Linked DNA regions of Mus musculus: all the other regions are linked to region 5. The links are chromatin contacts, called in public Hi-C and HiChIP or PLAC-seq maps. All regions are on one chromosome and are shown on one strand. The core of a region is the stretch at or near the end of the contact, and the rest is flanking DNA. Distances in the headings are between cores, read along the strand shown.

Region 1 (3,294 bases), core at 759-3,258, 260 kb before region 5:
TTAGTGAGTGACAGGTGACACTAGGACTTTCAGCCATTTCCTCCCCCTCCCTTCCCTCTCCATAGACACCTCCTTTCAAACAGCACTAGCCTTGAGGTACCCTGGTTTCTAAATAAATCCAATTTTGCCTGTAGCCAGTCAGTGACTGTATTTAACCCCTTGCGTCGCAGCTTTTTCATCCATAACATTAAAGAATATGACATAATGATTTCTAAGATCTCCTCCAACTCCAAAATTGTCAGGATTCTGATTTTGTGGCTCCGTGATTCCCATGCCTTTTTTCCATGTGAAAGTAGAAAAGGTGGGACACTGCGCAAGCCCAGCAAATGCTCCTGGGCTGAGCTGTAACCTAGCCGTTCTGGTGAGCTCAAAGAGATTGTTGTTTCCCAAATCCCATTAATCCACATGCTCGTTCGACAACTTTTAATTTCGATTATATCACTTACGTTACAATTTCTCCTAAAATTAAGTTATTTTCATACTTAGCTATATTTAACTTTCTCCTAATTTGTAGTATGCCTGCAACCATAAATATTTGTCTTACTCGTGTTTTTATGTACTATATTAAAATAAATGTATGACCATTATTTTTGTCTCTTGTACACTTGTGTCTACAAAGATTTTTAAAACATATGTTCCACTCAACTAGAATTTTCTAATATCCTGATCATCCACTTCTAAATAGATTTGTGTATTACCTGGAAAACAATTTGCAAAACAGATTTTTAAAGTTCAGAGTAAATTGGAGAAAAGGCTACATTATAGTTGAACCTTGATAAATACTTAATAACCCATAAGACAAATAGCCATGAATTACAAGAGTAGTTTTAAGCACAGTGCTTCTGTGGAGTCAACCTGCCCTCTTGGTTTTGGTCATTAGAAAATAGGAGTTACAATATTGCAAAGTTTATTAGCACCATTGATTTGTGTGTATTTACAAAATGAGACTCTTGAATAATGTGGGACTCATTGAATAATGAACCATTAAGAAAATCTATGTTCTTTCTTTTTCTCCTCTATCAAGTCTCCTCTGCCTTAAAAAAAAAAAAAAATGTCTTTCTCATAGAAGGGAAAAGCATGAAGATAGCTCTGTGTCTTTTTTTAAAAAGAGGTTGTTTACTTCTTGAATTCCTGTGTGTGCCTGTGTGCTTCTGTGGGGTGTGTGTGTGTGTGTGTGTGTGCAAGCTTTGGTCCTCAGGTGGGAGCACGGTGCCTGTGCTTTCGTCCTCGAAGCTGTTTTTCTGGAAGGGAATGGAGGCAGCTGTGTTTACAGCTCAAGTCTTGGCATACATTTACCAGAATCTATTATTCATATCATTCAGTATCAGGGAGAGATCTCAGGCCACCTGTCTATCTGACAAATTCACCCTTTTGTGAGCTTTCTGTTCATAGCAAATTATGTTCACATTGATGAATTGAGTTTTTATGAGCATTGCTAACTAACATTCTCACAGAAGGCCAGGGGCAAGAGCCTGCAAGTGTTTCTGGTCTACAAGTAAATGATTAAAAAAAAAAAAAAGCAAAAGAAAGAAAGAAATGCTAGTGTTTAAAGACAATTTGCCATGGAGGGGTAGTTAAATCTTTTGGCATTGATTTAATATTTATAATTCCAAGAATTTCCATAAAATATTGCAAATAAATTATTGCTTATATAACAAACAAAACATGGGGGGAAATCCACACACTGTATTTCTTGGTGGGGCTGAATATCCGGGATGCATCCTACATCTTGACAAGTAACCAGGGCGAAACAGATAGTTGAAGGATGACCAACATTAGTAAGCACAGCACTTTTCTACGGTAATGTGGAAAAGTCACAGCAATTATAGCCTGAATTCCAGCTTGCTATTTCCATAGACACAAAGCGGATTTCTACAATCTCTAGGAACTCTGGTGGTTATGATACTAAGCCATGTGGCAAGAGTTGAATAAACGAGAGCACTCTTTCACAAAAGACTAACAGAATCCGAGCTTCCTAAATGGTGGGTGGGAGAGCCCCAGTGTTCATGATGAAAACGTGGCTTTCCCTCCGTTCTCAAGTAGAACTGCCTCTTCTCTCAGCCCTCTCTGCCCCTCCCACTGACTCTGCCTCTTATTTTGCATTTCATTTAAAGAGAGGAGGGGTTGAACAAGAAAGATAGGTTCTACTTTTACTCTACCCACATGTCAAAGCTCTCATTCAGAATTTACTCACAGTGATAAGCCTGCTTAGGTGCCAGATTTTCTTGTCAGTATAAAAATTTTTAAAGCAACAAGATGACTTTTTTTTTTTTTTACAAAGTACAGTAATGAGCAATATCAATAAAAATGATATTATTCCTCCTCTTTGCTTTCCAACCCCAATCCTAAACTCACATCACCAGCTTTGGTCAGGTACAATATTATTCTGTCAAATTATAGCCAAAGTCAGTGGAAAATTCTAAACCTCTTCACAGCAGCCTGCCAAATGTGCCAGACACATCACCTTTCGATGCAAAGACACCATAGCACAAAGAACGCTTGGCATTATCTCCTGAAAAGGCACACCTTTTCAGGGAGCAAATGGGAAGTGGCGCCTGTGAGACACCATATGGGAGGAAGCAGCACCAGGCTCGTTCCTCCTTCCAAACGCCACAAGCTGCTACCTCATGGTGGGGTGTGTGTGTGTGTGTGTGTGTGTGTGTGTGTGTGTGTATCACTCTCGGATGAAATCAATGACAGCCAACTGGCTACCTGGCCCCAGTGTCAGCTGGACTGTTGACCACTCAAGAATACAGCTGACCTATACCCTATGCTTTAGTGGCCTCCGATAAGTAAGATGCCCCATTCTCCACATTCATTTAGTAGTGTGTGTGCAACTTTTACATGCTTCACAGTAGCTGCCATCACCTTCAGATTTATCAACAGAATAAAAAACTGGCTTTGTGATCTTCAAAAACAAAAAAGAAAAAAAAAAAAAAGAAAGAAAGAAAATATAGGCAGTTTTTACAGTTCTTCTGGACTTTCCCATTCATCTCTAAACATATTAGAGATAGATGCTTCTGATAACCTGTGTGTGTTTGTGTGTGTGTGTGTGTGTGTGTGTGTGTGTGTGTGTGTGTGTGAATGCGTGCTATACAGCATGGCATACGTGTAGGACATATAGGACTGCTTACAGGAGAAAATCCGCTCCTTCTACCATGTAGGTCAGATTTAGACCATCAGACTTGATGCAAGTACCCTTTCCCCCCAAAACCATCTTGGCAGTTATTACATTATATTTTTACATTGTTTTTGGTTTTGTTTTTGTTTTACCGCTTTATTGAAAGAACATTT
Region 2 (3,572 bases), core at 788-3,287, 450 kb before region 5:
GGGGCAGCACCTGTGTGTGTGTGATTGGGACTGATTCTCACACAGGTGGCCTTTTATTTTTTTCATCTGTGCCATAGAGTGCAAACAACTAACCTTGTTCTTTGTTGGCTAACTGGGGGAGATATTTCTTGATGGGTATTTCTTACTGCTACAAAAACCAGGGCTGGGGAGTTGAACCCTGCCAGGATAGATCTGCATCCCTTTGCCTCTCCTTTGAGACTTTGAGGGATTAAGGGTTAACAATATCAGTAGTTCTTGTTACTGTGACTCTTCATATTTCTGTGTTTGGAGTCAGTGCTGATGACTACATCAGTTGTGTTACTTAAAGGAGATCTTTAAGTCAAAATGAGAACGTGGTGCAGCCTCATTTTAAGTTTGCTTAATGTTTCCAACCATATTTTAGAAATAAGTCAAAATACTTTCTCCTTAAGTGCATTTTTCTTTTGGTTTTAAACCTATGTGTATTTTAAAGGTCATTCAGTCTGCACATTTCCAACTCCTCGGGTCTTGAGCCATCACTGCGTTATTTTATATAAGAGGCACTTAATGTCTCAGGAAGACGATTTTTTTTCCCTCAAGACCGTAAGTTTCATTTTGTCAAGAGTGAACAAGCTTGTAATGGGCCCCGATCACAGCCTGTTCAAGTCCAAAAGCTGGAATTTCAGAGGGGTTGGAAGTTGGCGCAGCACGTTTCCCATCCGTAGCTCAATCCTCTCTGTTCCCTCCCAGCTTAGGCAGAAACACATGGAAAGGATATCCAGCAGAGCCCTTCTCGGTGACATCTGCATCTGGAGGGGTGTCCTGGCATTCGGCAACACAGCTCTCTGTCCCCCAGGGAAAGGGAAGGCTGAAAACCCCAAATAATAAGAATAATCTATTGCAGATTTCAGGTTACCAAAAACTTAGAGAAAAGAATCACAGCCAAACACTTAGCATTGTTGCATGTCAAAGGAAGGCTACTGTAATTTCCCCCCTTGGGCATGTATTTTTCATATTATTATGCATAATTATGCATATAAATTTCAATATATTTCCATATTATATTCAAAACTCTCCAATTGTGAATACGTAGAATAAAACAATTGATGGCAATTATTGCATTTGGAGTTAAGTCCTAGTCACTGGAAGCACTGGGCCAGCAGTGGGCGCCTCAAGCAGCCGAAAAGGCTCCCTTGAACATTCTTCTGGATTTAAGAACAATTTTTCTAATAAAGTCAATCTGGGATTAAAGAGGCAAAAGGAGGTGCTGACAAAGAAACCAGAAATGATGGTTAAGAAGTTTGGATTCCAGCTTTGCTCCAAGTCTTCCTTTGTTGCCTCGGGCAAGTGACTTCACAACTGAGTCTTTCTCGTCCCCCAAACTGGGGACAGTTACACTTTGTTCTTTCCGGGGTTTTTTTCTTTTTTCAGATTTAATATTTCATGTTTCTGAGACAGCAATCTGAAACGTGCCCAAAAGAATAAGGTTTTCTGATGTTTTCAAAAATCAAAGAAAGAAAAAGAGTGGGAGAGAGGGAGAGAGGAGAAGTTGGAGAGAGAGGGGAGAGAGAGAGAGAGAGAGAGAGAGAGAGATTGGAAAATTTACTACATTTGAATCTTTTGGGGGAAAGGAATAGAGTATTTGGTGTAACACTTTGCTTAGGAGGTCTGAAAGAGTGATAGGAAAGCAGAAAGCAGTTTAGCTTATGACAGGCCTGCTGACCCAGGTCTCTATAGGACCCCGAGGGGTTTCAAAATAGCCCGAAAGCAACACATATCCGGACCACAGCAAGCGACAAAATGACAGGAGTCTTTCTGAGCTTTTTCTTAGGGTTTGAATTCTCCTTTAGAAATGTATGTTATGAATTATGATTACTGCGCTACAGCCAAGTATTCACCGGGCTCCAGCTAGATCTTTGTTTAGCGAGCATAAGCTCCCTGCCAGCTGCAAACTGCAGCTGTCTGTCAGCATTTGTAAGGACAAACTACGCTGCTATCCCTGATCACTTAGCTGTAGACTACACACTGTGTCCTCAGATACGCTCGGCGCACCCTTCGCATGCGTTTTCAATACACTTCCTGTGGGGGTAGGCAACAGTGCTTTGCACGCACATTTTGGAGCAAATAGCTTGACGCTTATGTCAAAATAATTCTTCAAATAATAGAGGGTTTTGTCCCCCCAAACACTTCTTTCTGAGAGGCTGTGTCTGGCGTGACATTTTCCCATCCCTGATATCACCAAGCAGACAAGGGAGGTTGCCACGCTTACACTCACTGCACAGGCCTGCCGAGCCAGCCAAGAGTGCAAGCCCAGGCCAGGCGCCGGTCTCAGCGCTCGGGAATGTGGGGGTGAGAAGGCCACCTGGAAGGGTGAAGGAGGCAGGGCAGAGTGGCCATTGCCCTGCAACATGGTCTGGAGCTGCAGGCAAGACATAAAGAATTCTTATCTCAGCCCAAATCCCATCCAGAATGTGCAAACTGGACCGAAAACTCTGTGGCTTTCCAAGAAGGGGCTTTGAAAGATGATTTTAGACTAGAATTTGTCGGCCTTCTAGGGGTGTGTGTGTTTTCTGTAATCTCTAGGCACATTTGGCTAGGGGGAAGCTGGCGGCAGCCGACCAGATTAATTAAAGTGTTTGCAGGGTTAGTGAAAGTCTACGGTGTTTTCATCATCAGAGTTAAGTCATACGGGGACAGCAATTTGGAGAACACTCCGAGAATTATCCTAGAAACTTAGGAACGGCCAGCTTGGCTTTCCCCAGTCATTGCTTACCTGGTAAACCTAATACTGAAAGGTCTTTGGGTTAGAGTCACTCCTTTTATACTCGCTGCCATCAGAGCCTGGTTGAGGATAGGTCATTTGGGGATATTTTAATGATTCTATTTTCTAGTAAAGAAAAAAAAAAAAAAGGTGGAATTGTTCCCGTTCACAGGGGTATTATGAGAACTGCGTTTTGCTACAGAACAGTATTGTTTCCACAAGGAATGTTCTTTCCTGAGAGAAGAGGCACAATGCAAATTCAAGTTCACAGCAAAACTGTACAATATGTAGCACATGCCCAAAGTTGGCCTAATTCACTCAGCGAAGAAGAAAATATCCTAAAGTTTGGAAAGATAGACACCTCTCGCTCTCCCTCTCCCTCTCCCTCTCCCTCTCCCTCTCCCTCTCCCTCTCCCTCTCCCTCTCCCTCTCCCTCTCCCTCTCCCTCTCCCTCTCCCTCTCCCTCTCCCTCTCCCTCTCCCTCTCCCTCTCCCTCTCCCTCTCCCTCTCCCTCTCCCTCTCCCTCTCCCTCTCCCCCTCCCCCTCCCTCTCCCCCCTCCCCCTTCCCCTCCCTCTCCCCCCTCCCCCTTCCCCTCCCTCTCCCCCCTCCCCCTTCCCCTCCCCCTCTCCCTCTCCCTCTCCCTCTCCCTCTCCCCCCTCCCCGTGTATGTGTGTGTGTGTGTGTGTGTATGCCCATGTGCGCATGCACATTCTCGCACTTGAGTGTTTAGGGTTATGTGTGTTTATCAGCAGGGGAGCAGAGACCTCCGAACATAAACACGTTCTTTCCCACAAGTTTAACATATACACAATGCTTGGAATAGTTTCTTTC
Region 3 (3,510 bases), core at 724-3,223, 410 kb before region 5:
GCTCTCAAATCCCCCCATTGCTTGTGTGATCAGCATTTTCCCAGGCTTTTCTACATAGTTTGCCAAGCGAAGGGACTGACCTTTTGTAGCAAACACTTTTTCATTTCAAAATGCTCACTTTGATTTTTGTCCCATTTTATACTCATTCCAAACTGTTTACAACCCACTAAAAATGACTGTGAATTATATGTTTGTATAATGGATTCCTTTTGTGGTCCGAGTGGAATGTTTACTTTGAACAATTAGTTATCTTAGGGTAGATTGTAACAAGTTGGAAGAAAAAAAAAAGAATGGGTGAAGTTATTATTGTACCTTAACTGCTTTTTAATTCCTTATGATTATGTGAAATTTGAGATACTGTCACTTTAACGTGAGGTTTTATATGGTCATATTTGCTAGTACCCGGGTACCATGAGAAAACATGAGGAAGATACTTCTATGACTTAGAATGCTTCACAGTGTGGAATAGAAACAAATAGATGGGTATTTGCTGTAAACATATTGCTATGCATATTAGGTGGAGTATGCATGTGCAAGAAATTATTGGATAAGCAGCAGGAATGATGACCTAAATATTCTGCGGAGACATGAAACTTGTCCTTGTTAATACTGTTACTTCACTCAGTGAACCCTTCAGTCCACTGAGATCCTACTAAGTGCTTTGGTATAAAAATAAAACTTTACGTTGCTATTTCCCGTTGCTTGAAATCCAGTCCCCTAAAGTGCAGATTGTATTGCCATAACTAGACAAGTTTTCTCCCAGCCCCGCTAACTTTATTCTCCTCATTCTTTTCTACTTTGGAATAATCTATGATAGCTGGATCCAGGCACGCACTAAAGGCTGATCCATCTATGAAAAATGTGCAATTTGTACTGCTTGGTTTCTGACGAGAGTCTTGCAAACTTTTATGATTCCATCCTCTTCCCGAGAGACTTCTGCTTCCTAGTTTTATAAGCAGTGAGTGAAAAAAAAAAAGTAATAAAAACAAAAACAAACTGATAAAAATTACATGCTTTAAACAAATCTAGAGAACAAGATAAGCAGTTTTTCTTTTTCTCTCGAGAATATTTGTGGACTTGAAAAAAATAATGTCCCTAAGGGAATAAGCTATGTTGGTGTTTGTTGTTTGTTTGTTTTGGTTTGGATTTTTCTCACTTTTATGTCTATAGCTGAGTGTCCAAATGCACTTCATTGCGCAGGATTCTCAATGAAGCTCTTGAGAGTATGCTTCAAATTAACTTAGCTTTTCTTTCTGAGTTAAAATTAAGACCAGTTTTTTTTTTGTTTTTTTTTTTTGCCTCTCGGTGTTTTGTTTTGTTTTTGTTTTAATGCAACCACAGAGACAGCCACCTTCCTGACAGCACTGTTGTGCGACATCCAAGTTGGAGCTGGCTCTTTCGGGTAGTCATGCTGGGGCCTCCGTGTCTGTAAGAAAGCCACATTGAGGGCTAAGAGGGAAGACAATCCCAAACAGAGTAAACAGGAAAGAGCCAGTAAGAGTATAAAAGAGAAACCAGGAAAGACAACGGAAAGAAACCAGAGATGGCAAGGTGGGGAGTTGCGGGTCTGGGTAGATTTTGCAAAGACAAAAGCAATTGTGGACAACAGGGTAGGTCTGTGAGTTCCAAAAGGGAGAAGCACAGGGGTTTTTTCATATCTAGCAAGTTACCCAAAACTTGCTTTTCTGTCTCAGATAAATTTATCCTTGCTTTGAAATGACAGATAGTTCAATCTTGCAATAAACTGTATGTCTTGAATCTTCACAAATTCTGCATACAACGCTGTTATTAATTAATTCGCTCTACTTATTAGTGGCACTTAATTAAGTTTATCTCCGCTTAGCAACATACAACAGTCTTGTTATCAAAAAGAGCTTAAGCATAACAGAAGTTAGCATAAGAGTGGACGTGCAGTTCAGTCACCAGAGAAGCTAGCTAAGGAACACAGCAGTATGCCTCTGCTCACACCCCATCGGCTGCAGAGATTCCCACACTTTGGGTCCAGACTGCAAAAGAACAGTGTCTCTTCCCAGATAAAGCGTGGGTCTAATTTCTAACATTTACCACAACTCTTAATCCCCATTCTGGAATTTAGGATTTTAAAATACTTTCCACTGGAGTCACTTGGTTTTAAGCCAAAATTAAGACCCTGCACAATTAGCCTTTTATTACGGATAGAGGGTTTAAATAGAGTCAGCATATCAAGATGCAGTACTCTAAAATGTCTTATAGTGGTGTCATTTTATAAAGTAAATTCTTGGTCTGGGAGTTTCTATTAAAAGGTCTTATATTCAGAAGTTAATAGTTCAACCACTAAACACAGTCGAGTTGGGAGCTGACAGGATGTTTTAGCCTGGAAACAAATGTTTACAAAATTTGAAAAAGAGATTATATTTGTTTGGAACACTTTCAGGTTTTCAATAATCAGAAACAAAAAATAATTATTACAAGGCATTCAAAGATTTTCAGATATTTGTTGTCCTGGGAATCAATAAACGACATGACCTGATAGTTTTGTTTTTTTGTTTTTTGTTTTTTGTTTTTTTAATTCTTGTTACATAATGAAAACTGACTCATTAAAAAATACAAAAACTCTCACAACACTGTCACTATGCTATGGGCAAAAACCTTTTGTTTCTGTTAGAAGAGGAATATATAAATTCTACTTAGATAGGCAACCCTTGGACTTAACATATTAAAATTAAGAAATCTTAAATTGGTTTGGAAAGCATTGAATTAAACTATAATTTATAATTTTTGAGTTTCCATGTGACTAATATTCCCTTTTAAATTAGTAGGATAAGACGGTCTTTCCAATTCCCCTTTTCTATTTGCAAATAAATTATATCCAACAGAAACATCAATATACACACATATATACACACATATACACACATATAGCAAGCCCAATACTTATCCTGGGTAACCCTTTTGTACCAGCCTGAAGCACTGAGCATTAAGTACCTTACTTTAGTACTGTATAATTCTTTTAGCACTGTACTTTGTCATAATTTTCCTGTCTCCTCCAAAGATTAATGTCTTAATGATTCTTTGATTTCTTTAACTTCTCTGGAAAGTTATTTTTATAGTTTAGCAGCCTACAGAGTTAGTAAGTTTTTTTTCTAGGGTTAAAAATAATCTCCTCTTTTCTAGTTTAATCTTTTCACCTAATTTTATACTCTTCAGACCACTTCCTATTTTCAGTTCAGAAAAAGAAAAACAATCAAGCAAGGAGAAAATCAAGGGCAAGGCACTTTGAGAAGAAAAAACAAACTACAAAAACCAAAATAGCTCTTTAAATGATAATGTTGGAAGAGCTCTTGAGGTTCTTGAAGACTATAGATGTGTATGCAGAAAACATGCTTTTTTTTTTTTTTTCAAAAGAAATAAACAAAATTTTGAGTGACTGGGTATTAGGGTCATAGCATAACACAAAGTAGAAAAATTTGCACATGCCGAGGTCAGTGCATAGTGTGTTCTTTTATATGTACATTGACCCCTCACACAGAG
Region 4 (3,331 bases), core at 586-3,085, 440 kb after region 5:
CAAATCTTGTCAGGCCATCAGCAGCCTCCTATTTAAACAGAGTGTCAGATTAATGTGTGGTCAATAGCACAATAAAGATGTCACAGTATTTAAAGGGAAGTGTAGCCATGGCTTTAATCAACTCTGTGGAGACCCCATTGATTCTACCAATTCAACTAGTTCTTTGAATAGCATCCAATTTGGTAATAAAATGCTTGGCAGAGCTATCAAACTATGTATAAAGCAGAAATCTCAGCGGTAGGATGTGGGTTTATGATGTATAGCTATCAGGAGTCAAGAAATGGTTAGCATATGCAAGTTCCTGTCCAATTTTCTCCCACTTTTTCTTGTAAGTTTAGGTATCAAAAAAAAAATGAATATCTTTCTGAAATTGCAGCCCAAATATCTCCAGGTCAAAGTTATACGGTTTTGTAAAAGTCTCTAGATTTAGCAGAAAACACAAATCAAAGCCCTTGTGAATTGTAAGAAGGATAAGCATTTATAGGATACCATAAGACTCTCCAAGACTCCTAGAGCTTATGAAATAAAGGGGTAAGCCCACAACACTCCACCCGGGACTGTGTACACTGAAAAGGTCTCCACAATCTTCTCTAGTAGGAAAGAATGCAATGCAGCGACCCCCCTGTGACTCACCACTGTGAATTCTCAGGTGTTCTTTCAGGTGGTGCTTGTACTTGAAGGCCTTGCCACACTCCGTGCACTTGAACTTGCGGTTACCTGCTCCTTGGGTTAGCATTTGGTGCTGTAAAAGGAGAAAAATGGCCGTCATCTTTGTTCAGGAGGCACAAAGGAGCTTGCTTAGGAATCTTTCCCAAGACCTCTTTTTTAGACAGGCTGAGAGGTCTGAGTTCATGCTTATTTATCTGGTCAGACTTTCAGAGTTGCAATAAAAGTGGTAATGCTGGTAATAAAATGGGAATTTTTCTCTTTTAAGAAAGTGCTTCCCGTGCACGTCGGACCCTTGCTTCACAATTACGCCTGACATCTTTTTTCTACAGCATTTCTTTGACCCTTGAGATGAGAAGTATGATTGTAGAGATGCTCATGGCTCCTTTTGGTTTAGTGCAGAATCTGAACCCTAAAGGCTTCCTTTCAAAACACGGCTGGCTTGAGGAGGAAAAAAATACTTTCCTGAAAATTATAAAATTGTTCTTTTCTTTTAACCCACACTTAAAACAAATTTTTGTGAAGTTTTCTGTTTCCAGGTAAAAGTGTAAACTAAATCAAACTGAAATTTAAAGAAATGGAGACCTCTCCCCACCCCCAAATAAAAGACAAAATCAAAAAAAAAAAAAACCCTTTGACTATAAATATTTGGTATGCCTGTTTAAATATCCCATTCACTGTGCTACTGGCCCATGTTAACTGTGTTTTTCTTAGGTGCTGCCTATCAGATTTGATTCATTATCAAATAAGAGACAACATCTTGGGTTATGTCTGCTTGAACAGCTTTATCACAAGTCAGTAGGAAAGACTTCAATGACATTTCATTTTCCGTTTTAGTAGTGTGCAAGAACCAACAGAAAAAAAAAAGTTTGCTGAAAAGACAAGTTAGAGGCAGCACAGATACCATCCAACACCGCTGACCTTTTTGAACAAGGGGGAAACGCAGTGTGACTTGAAATTCTAAGGGGGAAAAAAAAAAACAACAACCCAACAGTCATCCACTCTGGATGCTCAAGGTAGGAGGCCAGCCTTTTTCTGCAGCAATGACACAAAAGCCTTTTGCAAAAAGACAGCCCAGAAACGGTGTGACAACTGCTAGGGTGTGCTGAATCTTCCCACATTCCTAGTGAGACAGATGGTGTTACATGGGACACAGGGAGGTTTGTTCAAACAGCAGCAACCTTCAAAGATCAAGCGGAGCCCAACCCGCCGAGCGCCATTGAGGGACCAGTGCTCATATGTTGCCGAGTTGCATAAACAAACAGCAACAGCTGCTTTGTCTCCCCCACAGCCCTCAGAGGACTACTATAAACTTTAGTTGTGCCACTGTTAATATGATACAATCATTTTAATTTACTAATTGTAAATGCCATGAGCAAATGAGGGGACTTTTCAACACCAAAGCTACCATTCATAATGCGCCAACACAATCACACTTCTGCATGTGAAATTTAAAGCAGTTATACTAGATAAATATCTAGGCTTTTTTTTTTTCCTAGAGTTTTTTTGTGCATAGAAGCATGAGAAGATAAACTGTTACAAAAGTGTAACTGCACAAGCGTATTACTTATAGCTGATCTTTGGAAAACATTCAACTCACAAGTCCAATCAGAAACAAATGGTGTGATAATGTGATATAGTGCCTTAAATAGTAAAAATTTGTAACACAGTATTGCCATTCTTGCTTAATTGAGTTTGTGTCTTCTTTTCCTTATTCAAAGACAATAAGGCCTATGAGGACAAATCGGAGTTTTATAGAGAATGTCATATTTAACCATCTCAAAAATATATAATATCAAAGTTCATTTAGGGGCAATTCTGTATCTGTAGGACCAGTTATTGTGACTTATGAAACACCATTACTGTGACCACCCAACACATCATAATATCAATTTGCACAGTCAATTCTCCCAGGAGGATAGAAAGAGCAGTTTTGCTGAAACATTTAAGAGATGCTGTGAATTAGCCCTACTCAGTCATTTCAAGGATTTAAGACCCTATTCCTACCTTTCCAAGCCAGAGTTCTTATTTTTAAAACAAGTAGGCTAAAAGAGGCAGAACAATTTTGGCATTTAACTACAAGCATGTATATTGAGATGGAGTCATTTTAATTATAACCAATGTTTTTTATCATTTATCACTTTTCCAATTTATTATGTGTATATGCATATAACTTATATGGCCTTTCTATCTCCTTAAAAACATATTTCATAAATTAGTAAGCTTGTAAAGTATTCTAAGTAATTTAAAAGTGTTTCGTGACAAATGAGAGAAATATGCACTTCTTTTGCTATGTATTAGGTCCTATATAAAAAAAAATGCCTAAGCAAAACTAGGTGAAAAATGGAATTAAAATTGCTGAGATGTTTAATAATGTATAATTAAAATGCTACAATTTCATTCACTTTTTGTGGAACATAAAAATGAAACTAAAGTCAAGTTAAAGTGCAAATAAAATTTCTAAATTAGAAATTAACACACTCATTCGATCGTGAACATAAGACTATTAAATCATATTAGAAGAGACCATCAAAAAATCATTTAGACCTCAATTAAAGCTATTACCATTAAAAGATCTGCATCTTCAAAATGCCATGAAAAATTAATAATGATTGCCAATCAAAGCAATATCGTTTCTCTAAGGGGTTATTATAGAAAGAAATCA
Region 5 (3,423 bases), core at 85-2,584:
CCATCATCTCTCTTTATAGTCTCCTCTAAGCATGCTCACCACATTCTTGGGCAGCTCTCCTGGGATAGGCTCTTGTAGACCACTCTCTTTCAGCCTCTTTGTGTGTAGGGATGGAATATGGATTTTCTCACATTTTGACAATCTACTCACATCTCGAATCTACAATTTGAGGAATAATTCAAATCCTCTGGAGGAAAATCTTGAGTGATGGCAGAGATGATCACCAAAACTCTGGGTTAACTGGGTAACATTTGGGGTCCAGTTGAACTTCACTTTTGCATGCAAACTTTTTGTGTGTGTGTGTGAAAAAGAGGGAGGATAACATACCGGATGTCGACTATATACGACGTAATTAATGCTACATGGAATGGGAAGGAAAGGCCACTGCTGGTACCAGGGAATGTGAACCTTGCTTTCCTTCACGTGTGTCTCTATACGTACACACTCAAATAGGTAATGATATGAGGCTTAGCACTCGTGTGGAAACGCTTTTGAAGCAATTAGAAGTTTCAAAATACTAAACAATTTTTCCATTTCTCCCAAACTTAGAGCAAGTGAAAGACAAATCTATGAGCTGCTTCTCAAGACTTTCTGTCCAAAGGAATTGCTTTTAAATACTCCGTGCCTCTGCCCTCGTAGAAACAATCCGCGGTGGACAGGCAGGGAAACAGTTTATAATCTCCGATAGAGGCATGATGTACATGGAAGAAAAAAACAACAACTAGAAAACCCAACAACACATGTTTTGAGCATGTGATGTAAATGAGAGTCTGACAAGGCCAGAGTGGAGAGGAGTGTTTGAAATCCTATAGCCCGGGATCTTTGCTACAGCCCCTGTGCCCATTGCCCATCTCCATTGGGGTTTGCATTGGCCAAACTTCAAACAACTGTGTGTGTGTGCGAGTGTGTGCGCGTTTGAGTGTAAGGATTAGCAGTTCTTGTCTGCCCAGTGCATCTTCTGATTCACGCGCCGAGGGCTGAGAGTAGCCACCTCACAACCCGGTCCTCAGTGCGCAGTGCCCGTGAACAGGCAGGGATGCTGAAGCCCGAGTCGGCGAAACCCTGGGCTCGCGACTCCGCGGCAGCCCCGCGGGTTCCAGCGGCTGCGGCGCCCGGCCCTGCGCTCATGAGGGCAGCGGGACGCGGAAAAACTCCGGTGCCCTGCTTTTTGAGCGCCAAGGTGCTGCTCGCCCTTGTCAGAGCCGAGCCAGCAGTCAAGGGCAAAAGCCATCTGGCCCTCGGGAATGCCCTGCTACTGGCGACCCCAGGCCCGCACAGCACAGAGGACTTCGGCAATGCTCCACCATCAGCAACTCTCCGGCTGGGCATCCCGCAACTCGACCTGGAAAGTCCCAGACTGAAGACATGGTCAGACCCCACCGAGGGTAGAGACTCAGTGCAGGGTAGGAGGGAAGATAGAGGTGGCAAGCCCCAGACAAGGAATCCTTAATCACAGATAAAAGACACCCAAAACCGTAGGCTACATTTTCCACGTGTCAGCTGATGGCCACGACAAAAGGAAACAGAACACGAAGGGGGGAGGTCCCCCATTTATAATGTGTGCAATGTAAAATGCATGAGGTAGTGACTACGGGTAGGTGGTGCCTGGGGCCAAATCGCAGCTGCACATTCGACAGAGTAGGAGGACAGTTTGCTGATGCACCCAGAGGTCTGGGGAACCTCTTACAGAAACGGCTATAAATACTCTGCTCCAGCATTATTTTGCTGCTTTAAAACTTCACTATTCATACATTTTTAAGTTTTAAAATTTGGTGCTTAAAGTGTTGCAATTTATCTTCAGTAATATCCTTACAACACACACACACACACACACACACACACACACACACACACACACACACACACACCCCAGATTTTATTTTGCACTTCTGTAGATTCCATTTTATTGGCTTGGTACCGCCTACTAGAAATCTCGGGGCAAAGCCAACAAACTGAAATCTAGGGAAAGTAGCTGTAAGCAGAACAGTGTAAGTTCTCTCTGCCTCTCTGGATCAACTGGAAAAAGGACACTCTTGCTTCTTCTCCTTTTAACTGATCACGATCCGAAACAGCCTCCACCCTGCCCCCTGGGATTTAAGATAGAGGTCTCTCAGCTACGCCCTGAGTTCTGCAAAAGGTAACTGTGCAAGGCTCCCTGGCTCAACGTTACAAAGCTCCATCCTTTTTCCTGACTGCCAATACTAAAATATACCGAAATAGGCTAAATGACCTCGGAAATTGCACCACCAACCTGCGTTCGATTTTGGATTTTCTGGCACTGCTGTATCAGTTCGGAAGGAGAGGGGTTGGTCTGCCTGCACATCACCGGCTACACTGCAGGCAACAAGGCCACACAACTCCTTAGTCATTTTACCAACCTCCCCCCTCACAGGAGTAGCCTTCTTTTCAACCGTACTCTCCTCCAACACTATGTTTTTTTTCCCACAGTACTTTAGGAAAAAAAAATTCCAAATGCTTTTTCATGTGGTTCCAGTTAAGTGAGTTGCCCACACCCCAAATCATACCATTTGCATTCAAGATTAATAGCTGCATATCAGTGATTCTTAAATACCTTCTGACGCATAATTTCAATTTAAATGATCCTGACATTATTGGGCAGGCAAATGCCTGAACCAAGATGCATGTGGACTGGCTGCAGCCAGATGACAGTCCTACAGTTGGATTAAAGCACAGTTAAGTTTCTTCAACAGTTGAAGGCAGAGAGGCATCTTTTTCACTTCCCACGAACAGAATGGGAGATTAACAAATCACACAGGGTTTTGCCCATTCCCCACTTTCTGATGCATCTTTAGCATCCACTGCTGTGAGCTAGCCACACCCTCTGCACATTCTGGGTTCATTCCTCAGAAAGGGAAGGTAAAAGCTAGTCGGGAGGTTGCTTTTTCTCACGGCTCGGCTCTCCCTCTGGTGCACCGTCCCACTGCCCTTGATTTAGGTGTGTTGTCACTTCTTACCACCCACCGAAGGCTTCAGTTTATATTAACAAGTGATGCTCACGGAGAGGTTTCCAGATGCCAGAGTAAAGATTTCTTCATTGTCTAATGGATGGAGAAAGGAGAATGGCAATAAAACCCGATCTTAAGTCACCGAGAATCCGGCTTCACACATCGAGAGGATTTCTCTTTCTTTTTTGAATGTACTTATTTCTCTTTAAGTTCTTGAATCCCGCCACCCCCCCCCCCCTTAAAAAAAAAAACCCTCAACTTTGTGCATGGCTTCAAACTCAGTTTTTCTTTCCTAGTTTTAAGTGTTTATAACTGTGCAAATTTACCCCCTCCTCCCCTTAAGAATTTCACAATAAATCCCTGCACCAAATAAATTAAAATCAGCAACTTCAGACACTCAAGGAAGAGACATTAATCCACTTAGTAAAATACCCAGAACTCCCCCTCTCAGTTTCAG
Region 6 (3,333 bases), core at 104-2,603, 400 kb after region 5:
GGGTAGAGAAGGTGCCACATTCCAGGACTGATATTAAAAAGAGGCCAGAGGTGTCTAGACACTCCTGTCTGCTCCTGAACACCTCCCTAGGGAGTGGGGAAACAAAGAAATGCCTGGAAGAGATACAACCGGGTGTACTGTACAGTCAGGCGTGACCTCTTCAATATTTCATTTTACATTTAAAAATTTTAATAGGCCTACTACGGGAATTGTTTAGTAATATTTGGCTCTAGAAAAATGGATCTTGGAAGAAACTTTGCTTTCTTTATTGCCATTGTTTTATACTAGGTGGCATATCACAGTTTTTACACCAATAAAATGTAAATGCAAGTGTTTCAAAAAAAATAAAATGCATTCTTGTAGACAAACAAGTCTCCAGGAAGAGAGCCTAAAGAATTGATTCTGAGTACAGCTTTGATTTGGGGTGATGGGAGGTAGAGGGGTGGGGGGTGGGAGAGAAAACCCAAGAGATAGGAAGCAAAGACTTGAGAGTTGCAAAGAAAGGCTAAGGAGGGGGAAGGCTGTAGGGGTGGGAGGAGATTAGCTGGCACACCTTTTTCCTAAACTCATCCGGTGCAGCCATATTATTTAAACTAGCTCCAAAAAAATAAAAATGGTTTTGATACTTCACACTATAACAGTGAACACATCTCTATGACTGTGTACTGGACATGGGGCCCAGGATATTGTTGTTGTTGTTGTTGTTAATTTGTGCTATAATGCAGGAGATCTACTGTGGGATTTTTAATTCTACTGTGTACTGTTAAAATGATTATAAAAATGACATTCAGGTACAGCAGGCCTTGTGCTTCTTCCATAAAGATTTAAGAAAATAAGCAAACAAAGAATGAACGAGCTGTTATTATTTTACCTGAGTCCCAAAGGCCCAATACTTCCTTTAAATGCATGCCTATGAGCCGCTTGGTTTCAGAATTGTGACTCACAACTGTGGGCAGAGCTTGGCTCTTTGAGTTCTTGCAACAGAGCTTTCAGGTCAGGGGAGTGAAAAAGAAAAGCAAAGGTCAGGGCACAAATACAGGGGGTGGGGAGAAGAGCTGAACTTCAGTGAGAGGTCGGTAAGTCCTTGGATTTGCTCAGTCATCTAGTTTGAGGTGCGTGCTTCTTGCCCGCCTCACCTAAGAGGAAATCACTTTGTTGGAAGTTCCACATGTGAACAAGCAGATGATTTAGCAAACCCTCCCACAGACATTCGAAGATGCTTGTCTTCTTTGTGAGTAAGGTTTTCTTTCCAGCTGTTCTCTTTTTTTGTCAGAGGGCCAGTTCTGCTTCTAGTATTGTTCTGCTTAGGTTGCTGCAAGAGGCAGGGGAAATACAGTCCTGCAGAGGAAGGAAGGGTCAGAGGGCAAAGGAGGCCTGGGGAGGTTGGCTTCAGAAGGACTTGGAAGCACAGAGGAAGAGAGTGGAGTGAGAGATAAGGCAGGAGCTCTCAGGATAAGGGAGGGGGTGGAAAGGGTTCGAGGGAGGAGCATGGACGCAGAAAAGCAAGAAGGAAAAGGTACAAAAGGACCAGAATAAATAGGAGAAAGAAAAGTGGTTTATTTTAGAAGGTGTTACATACCATATGCAAGTATGTATGTAACACTATGCCCTACAAATTTGCGTATCTAAAATAACTTTAAACCATATCCTCTAAAAAGGAAAAACAATTGGAAAATCTGCTTCCTCCAACTTCCACATGAACAATATTTATTGATTCATTTTACAAAATCTATAGATAGATAGATAGATAGTCATTGGCTTCATTTTTTCCTAGATCAAAATATTTTATTTACCATTTAGTCTAATTATATAATTTATGTTTGTTTTAAATATATATACCAATTATAACTCCATGCTCAATTTTATAATAATCATGAAAAATCATTATGTTACATTTCGTAAATTTGCTGGGTAAGTGTGAGGAACAAAGTTCACATTCCCAAAAGCTACATAAATTTGGGATGTGCAGGTAGTCCACTTAAAATTTTAATCTCAGGGAATTACGAGACCAAGCTGGCTAGAAAGAGTAGTGATCTGGGAGCTCTGGGTTTGATTGGTGACCCTGACTCTCATTGAACATGGTGAAAGAACAATGGATGATGATTCCTGCATCAACTTCAGGACACACACACACACACACACACACACACACACACACACACACCTGCGACGAGGGAGGGAGCAAAGTTTTCACCCATGAACATAAAAGAATGATGCTATATGATATAAGTACTGTCTTCACCATCTTGGTCATCATGACTACTGTCATGAGAAAAAAAGATGGAAACATTTTATGGAGCACAAGAAAAGAAAAAACAAACTTAGAGTTTCAGATAAAGGAGCAAATGATGGAACAAAGTTTCTAGTGATAAGGGAAAAGGCTAATATCTATTTTGCCAATATAATGTATGACTGGGGGCACAAACCATACTGTATTCTTTGTGAGCTTAGCCAACTGGAGTAGAAACTCTTAGAGGTACCAAGTTACACAGATGAAAGCATGAATAGCTCCTCTAGAGCAATGTACAGTTAGCAAATCTGAAATGCAATACCCTCATCGTAGAATTACCCATCACCCCTCCATGCCTCTGTCTGACAGTGTAAACTGATTCTGCCAGTCCAAGCTCTCTGTGCTGAGATCATGGTTCACTGCAGGTCCACACACTACAGTTAACAGAAAAGCATTTACAGCTTAGCATTATCTCTCCAACCCAATTTGTTTCTAGTTGCCATTCAATATGTGCTTATGGAGTGCTTCTTATCTCACTAAATACTATTCTAGGCCTTGAGGAATGCACACAAGATGTGGGAAAACAAACAAACAAACAAACAAACAAGAAGCCTCAAATTCATCTGCTTTGAGAGACCAAGCACATTTCCTTAAATGCAACTCTCAAGAAATAGTAAGAAACACTATCAGACAGAAGCAAATTGAGAGGAAAGAAAATATAAGATCATCTTGTTTAGTGATTTTCAAACTGCACTTCCTGAAACCCCGGGGCTTTGTGGCAATACTTCAGGAGTTCCAGAAAGATTGACGTATACTGTGCCAAACACTGAAGATTTAAATGATGTTAGAAGGTTCACTGTGACAATTTTTGTAATAGCAAAAAGTTACAAACAACTAAATGTCTTTCAACAAGGGTCTGCCAAAATACATTATAGGCCCTTCATACAACGAAATACTAAAGAGCTGGCAGTTAAACAAGAAATAAATCTTCTAGATTTGCTAGAGAAACATCTTCATGCTCTATAAGTAATGACAATGTATGTTGCCAAAAAACAAAAATCCATAGCATAATCTCATTTCTGTTTTAAAAAAAATGTGAGGTA
Region 7 (3,098 bases), core at 368-2,867, 310 kb before region 5:
TCATATTAGTGTGTTATGATTGAAAGGAAGAGGGAGAGAACCCTGGGGCATAAACGGGCCCACCTCATCCCCCTTTCACAGACAAACTACTGAGCGGCAACTTAACATACAAACACCGAAAATAATAGTCCACTCGAAAAAAATAAATCTGATAGTGGTGTGGGCTAATATTTTTAAAAGGATATGAACACTATTAGCAAAACAGTTCCTGCAGAGAATCCCCCACGGTGACACTTCTCAGCTTCCCTTACTTCTCTCCCCCCACCCCCACTTTGGTGCAAACTGCTCCTAGACACTCATAGAGCTCACACTGCGGGAGGGGGGCTTGTGACTATGAGCTCAGACAGCATCAAAACAGAGAAAAAGTTCCAGTTAGCCAAATACCTATAAGCTCTTACAAGAATTTTCAATTAACTGTATTGTAACTGATAACTTTGTGCTTCCTTAAGTCCAAAATCAAAAATCACTTCTATGTTGCTTATTTTATAGATGAGCAGAAATGCCATAGTAACTTGCATCCTCTTAATTATATGTAAAGATGCCACTTCTAGACAACAATCATCCCTTGTGTCTGAGAATGATCTCAGATCTCCCTACTGACAGTCAACGGATCCTGAGAGGCACCTAGCACACTCGCTTGCTACTGAGCATTCATGTTGGCATCAAAGTTCTTTAGTGTGTCGCTGTGGCAACTCACTCAGGCTTCCCAAGCAAATATTTTTGTTACTTCCAAAGAGTTGGTTAGCATTTGTGGTTTGTTATCATTTTGGCAGCTTTGCATAGCCTGCATAGGCCAACAGGGGTCTGTCTAATATTGTTGCTGGGCACATTTTTCTCACTGAGATGAAAACTGAAGAAAAATATTTCTGAAGCAGTAAGAAGGAATTAATTTACTTTCTCCTCCATATTCTATTCCTTGCTGACTTTACATTCAGGAGAAGAGAGAGAGAGAGAGAGAGAGAGAGAGAGAGAGAGAGAGAGAGAGAGAGGGAGAGAGAGAGAGTCAAACCGAGAGAGAGAGAGACAGAAAGAGAAAGAAAAATAAAATTGTTAGCCATTATTCCCTTGTACATAGCAAGGCTAACACATGTAAAGCAATAACTCGTTTTCTATTGCCATGTTTAGCATATGTCTCCTGTTGGCTCAGCAAGGCCTTCAGGCCTGTCCCTTGAGCCAGCCATCGCTGGCAACTCTTAGCCCCTCGGCCTCAAAACCAAATAGCTTTGAATCATGTTGCGCTGTGATGCTAATTTTCATACTGATGCATTATGGGAATAACCGTATCTGACATACTGTGTCAATGGTACTGTCTCTTTGTGTCCCTTGTTTTTTGTTAGCTGCATTCCTACAGATGGTATTCCATTGAAAATGTTCCCTTCCTACAGAAAACGGGAAGAAAAAAAAATTCATGCACAGCACCAAACCTCTAGGTGCAGAAGGCTGTTAACGGTTGCTGATGATAGTAGGCAAACATTAACATAATAATTAGTGTCTTGTAATTGTTTCATTAAAACCAGTTGTTCCATTTCTCCTCGTGTTTTCCCAGAAGAGAAGCTGAATTTGGATGACAGCCAGTGGGAGGACATCCACGTCGTCACCGGAGCACTGAAGATGTTTTTCCGGGAGCTGTCTGAACCGCTCTTCCCTTACAGTTTCTTTGAGCGGTTTGTGGAGGCGATCAGTAAGTATACCCCATAAAGAAGCCGGGTGTGGTGAAATTATTTACAATAGTGAGATCAATACCGATCGTGACCACAGAGAACAGAATATGTGCCCCGTGCTCGTATCTGTAGCCTTAGGTTTTGTCATTTTGGGTGGTTTGTTTTATTCTCACCCTGCAATATTATTTGAGCTTTAAAACCAAAATTATTCAGACCAAAGGGAGAGAGAGAGAGAGAGAGAGAGAGAGAGAGAGAGAGAGAGAGAGATCTATTTAAGGCCACCAAATTTAAGCTTTCTCAAATGAAAATAGCTTCTCTTGCAATCTGGTTTATAGGGTCAACGCGTGTACTCCCAGTCCCTGCCTTGATATTTTCAGAATTGCACTGTTTGCAGACAAAGAGATCTTGCAAGGGAACCTAAATATATTAAATATTGTGTTTCATTAAATATGTGTTAAATCATCAGTTCCATCTCTTGGCTCCCTCAGTTGTTCCCTCACCAACAACAGTAACTATCTAGAGTTGGCTTCTGGGTAATGTATAAGGTTAAGTGTCAGCAGGTTTCCTGGAATGGGTACTCCATGAAACTTCTCTTGCTGATGTATTACTTTCTCATTTATAAAAGGGATGATCTAAAGTGAAATGGTATGAACGAACAAATGAATGAACAAATGAATGAATGAATGAATAAATGAATGAATGAAATAGCTTCCTGTAAGGAAACTTTTGCTGTAGATACTTGGAAAAACAAACACTTGAATATCACTAAGCTTAATATCATCGGGTACATTTCCTATAATTGTGACAGCTTGGAAACATCTCCTGGCAAGCAGGCTGATATAAGAAGGACAGAGAAAGAAAGAAAAAAGAAAGGTAAAATTAAAAACCTTGCAAGCCTGGCAGGAGCTTAATTAAAGTACCAACAAGAAAAATCTCCAAGGAAAAATGTTCCACTTAGGAGGTCTGATCTTGGATGCTGTGTGTGAAGGGTTCCCAGTAGTAGGAGTGAGGACTTGGGGGCCAATGCTGGAAAAAAAAGCCCTTCAATGTGCCCTTTCAGTCTTGTTTTTTTCACTGGGAAAAATTCTTCACACTTTTAAAGCTTTGTGAAATGAAATCAATAGTATGAAGACGAGGGTTTTCCCTCCCAGTCTCTCCTTCAGCCTGCTCACAGTTTCAGATTGTCTTGTTGTCTGCCTATTGTTTAAGGACATAAGAGTATTCCTGACTGGGGGCTAGGGTAAGCCTAGAGTTTTAATCCCTCTGGAGAGGAATGATTTATAGTTCTTAGGTTCCCTAACCTACAACTTAAAAGGAATAATAAAGAACTTGTAAGCAAGCATGCATCCCATTCACCAGTCTGATGTCCTAAATTCATACATGCGCATACACTGGGAGAGCAACCTGGGAAACTGTAAAGAGTTCTGTGCAGACGCC

The links. Hi-C and Micro-C count contacts between places; a contact is called where the count stands out from the background. HiChIP or PLAC-seq counts read pairs in DNA pulled down with a chosen protein or histone mark.
Region 1: a Hi-C map of muscle stem cells shows a contact between it and region 5, with 1.5 times the contacts expected there. The contact joins two enhancer-like sites. A contact is called at or near these places in 3 of 484 Hi-C or Micro-C datasets (cerebral cortex, embryonic fibroblasts and muscle stem cells) and 2 of 115 datasets of contacts at active chromatin or transcription factors (embryonic basal ganglia and heart atrium).
Region 2: a contact with region 5 is called in an H3K27ac HiChIP or PLAC-seq map of heart atrium, with 7 read pairs. The contact joins two enhancer-like sites. A contact is called at or near these places in 5 of 484 Hi-C or Micro-C datasets (adipose-derived mesenchymal stem cells, cerebral cortex, liver and 2 more) and 2 of 115 datasets of contacts at active chromatin or transcription factors (heart atrium and neural progenitor cells).
Region 3: a contact with region 5 is called in an H3K27ac HiChIP or PLAC-seq map of heart atrium, with 5 times the contacts expected there. The contact joins two enhancer-like sites. A contact is called at or near these places in 9 of 484 Hi-C or Micro-C datasets (adipose-derived mesenchymal stem cells, cerebral cortex, cortical neurons and 2 more) and 2 of 115 datasets of contacts at active chromatin or transcription factors (heart atrium and neural progenitor cells).
Region 4: a contact with region 5 is called in a Hi-C map of cerebral cortex, with 3 times the contacts expected there. The contact joins two enhancer-like sites. A contact is called at or near these places in 1 of 484 Hi-C or Micro-C datasets (cerebral cortex) and 2 of 115 datasets of contacts at active chromatin or transcription factors (fibro-adipogenic progenitors and heart atrium).
Region 6: an H3K27ac HiChIP or PLAC-seq map of heart atrium shows a contact between it and region 5, with 5 read pairs. The contact joins two enhancer-like sites.
Region 7: a contact with region 5 is called in a Hi-C map of cerebral cortex, with 3 times the contacts expected there. The contact joins two enhancer-like sites. A contact is called at or near these places in 1 of 484 Hi-C or Micro-C datasets (cerebral cortex) and 1 of 115 datasets of contacts at active chromatin or transcription factors (heart atrium).

Annotation. Positions count from the first base shown.
Region 1 is chr2:44,298,088-44,301,381 of GRCm38.p6, forward strand. All of the region lies in intron 12 of Arhgap15 (Rho GTPase activating protein 15), which reads left to right. Among named protein-coding and RNA genes, the nearest start is that of Gm52508, 29 kb to the right of the region's middle. Within about 2 kb of position 2,009, at least 17 of the 459 cell types and tissues checked have an H3K27ac peak or open chromatin away from gene starts, as enhancers often do. A contact at or near this core is called in cerebral cortex and muscle stem cells, where this site is marked.
Region 2 is chr2:44,102,769-44,106,340 of GRCm38.p6, forward strand. All of the region lies in intron 8 of Arhgap15 (Rho GTPase activating protein 15), which reads left to right. Among named protein-coding and RNA genes, the nearest start is that of Arhgap15os, 39 kb to the left of the region's middle. Within about 2 kb of position 2,038, at least 94 of the 459 cell types and tissues checked have an H3K27ac peak or open chromatin away from gene starts, as enhancers often do. A contact at or near this core is called in cerebral cortex, heart atrium and uterus, where this site is marked.
Region 3 is chr2:44,146,783-44,150,292 of GRCm38.p6, forward strand. The region is part of intron 10 of Arhgap15 (Rho GTPase activating protein 15); the gene reads left to right. Among named protein-coding and RNA genes, the nearest start is that of Arhgap15os, 83 kb to the left of the region's middle. Within about 2 kb of position 1,974, at least 29 of the 459 cell types and tissues checked have an H3K27ac peak or open chromatin away from gene starts, as enhancers often do. A contact at or near this core is called in heart atrium and uterus, where this site is marked.
Region 4 is chr2:44,998,251-45,001,581 of GRCm38.p6, forward strand. It overlaps Zeb2 (zinc finger E-box binding homeobox 2), which reads right to left. Exons shown (of 10, transcript NM_015753.4): 7 at 634-742. Among named protein-coding and RNA genes, the nearest start is that of Mir5129, 23 kb to the right of the region's middle. Within about 2 kb of position 1,836, at least 43 of the 459 cell types and tissues checked have an H3K27ac peak or open chromatin away from gene starts, as enhancers often do. A contact at or near this core is called in cerebral cortex, where this site is marked.
Region 5 is chr2:44,555,922-44,559,344 of GRCm38.p6, forward strand. No RefSeq gene overlaps it. Among named protein-coding and RNA genes, the nearest start is that of Gm39806, 57 kb to the left of the region's middle. Within about 2 kb of position 1,335, at least 118 of the 459 cell types and tissues checked have an H3K27ac peak or open chromatin away from gene starts, as enhancers often do. A contact at or near this core is called in cerebral cortex, heart atrium, muscle stem cells and 1 more, where this site is marked.
Region 6 is chr2:44,951,943-44,955,275 of GRCm38.p6, forward strand. No RefSeq gene overlaps it. Among named protein-coding and RNA genes, the nearest start is that of Gtdc1, 26 kb to the left of the region's middle. Within about 2 kb of position 1,354, at least 99 of the 459 cell types and tissues checked have an H3K27ac peak or open chromatin away from gene starts, as enhancers often do. A contact at or near this core is called in heart atrium, where this site is marked.
Region 7 is chr2:44,241,559-44,244,656 of GRCm38.p6, forward strand. It overlaps Arhgap15 (Rho GTPase activating protein 15), which reads left to right. Exons shown (of 14, transcript NM_153820.3): 12 at 1,547-1,681. Among named protein-coding and RNA genes, the nearest start is that of Gm52508, 86 kb to the right of the region's middle. Within about 2 kb of position 1,618, at least 21 of the 459 cell types and tissues checked have an H3K27ac peak or open chromatin away from gene starts, as enhancers often do. A contact at or near this core is called in cerebral cortex, where this site is marked.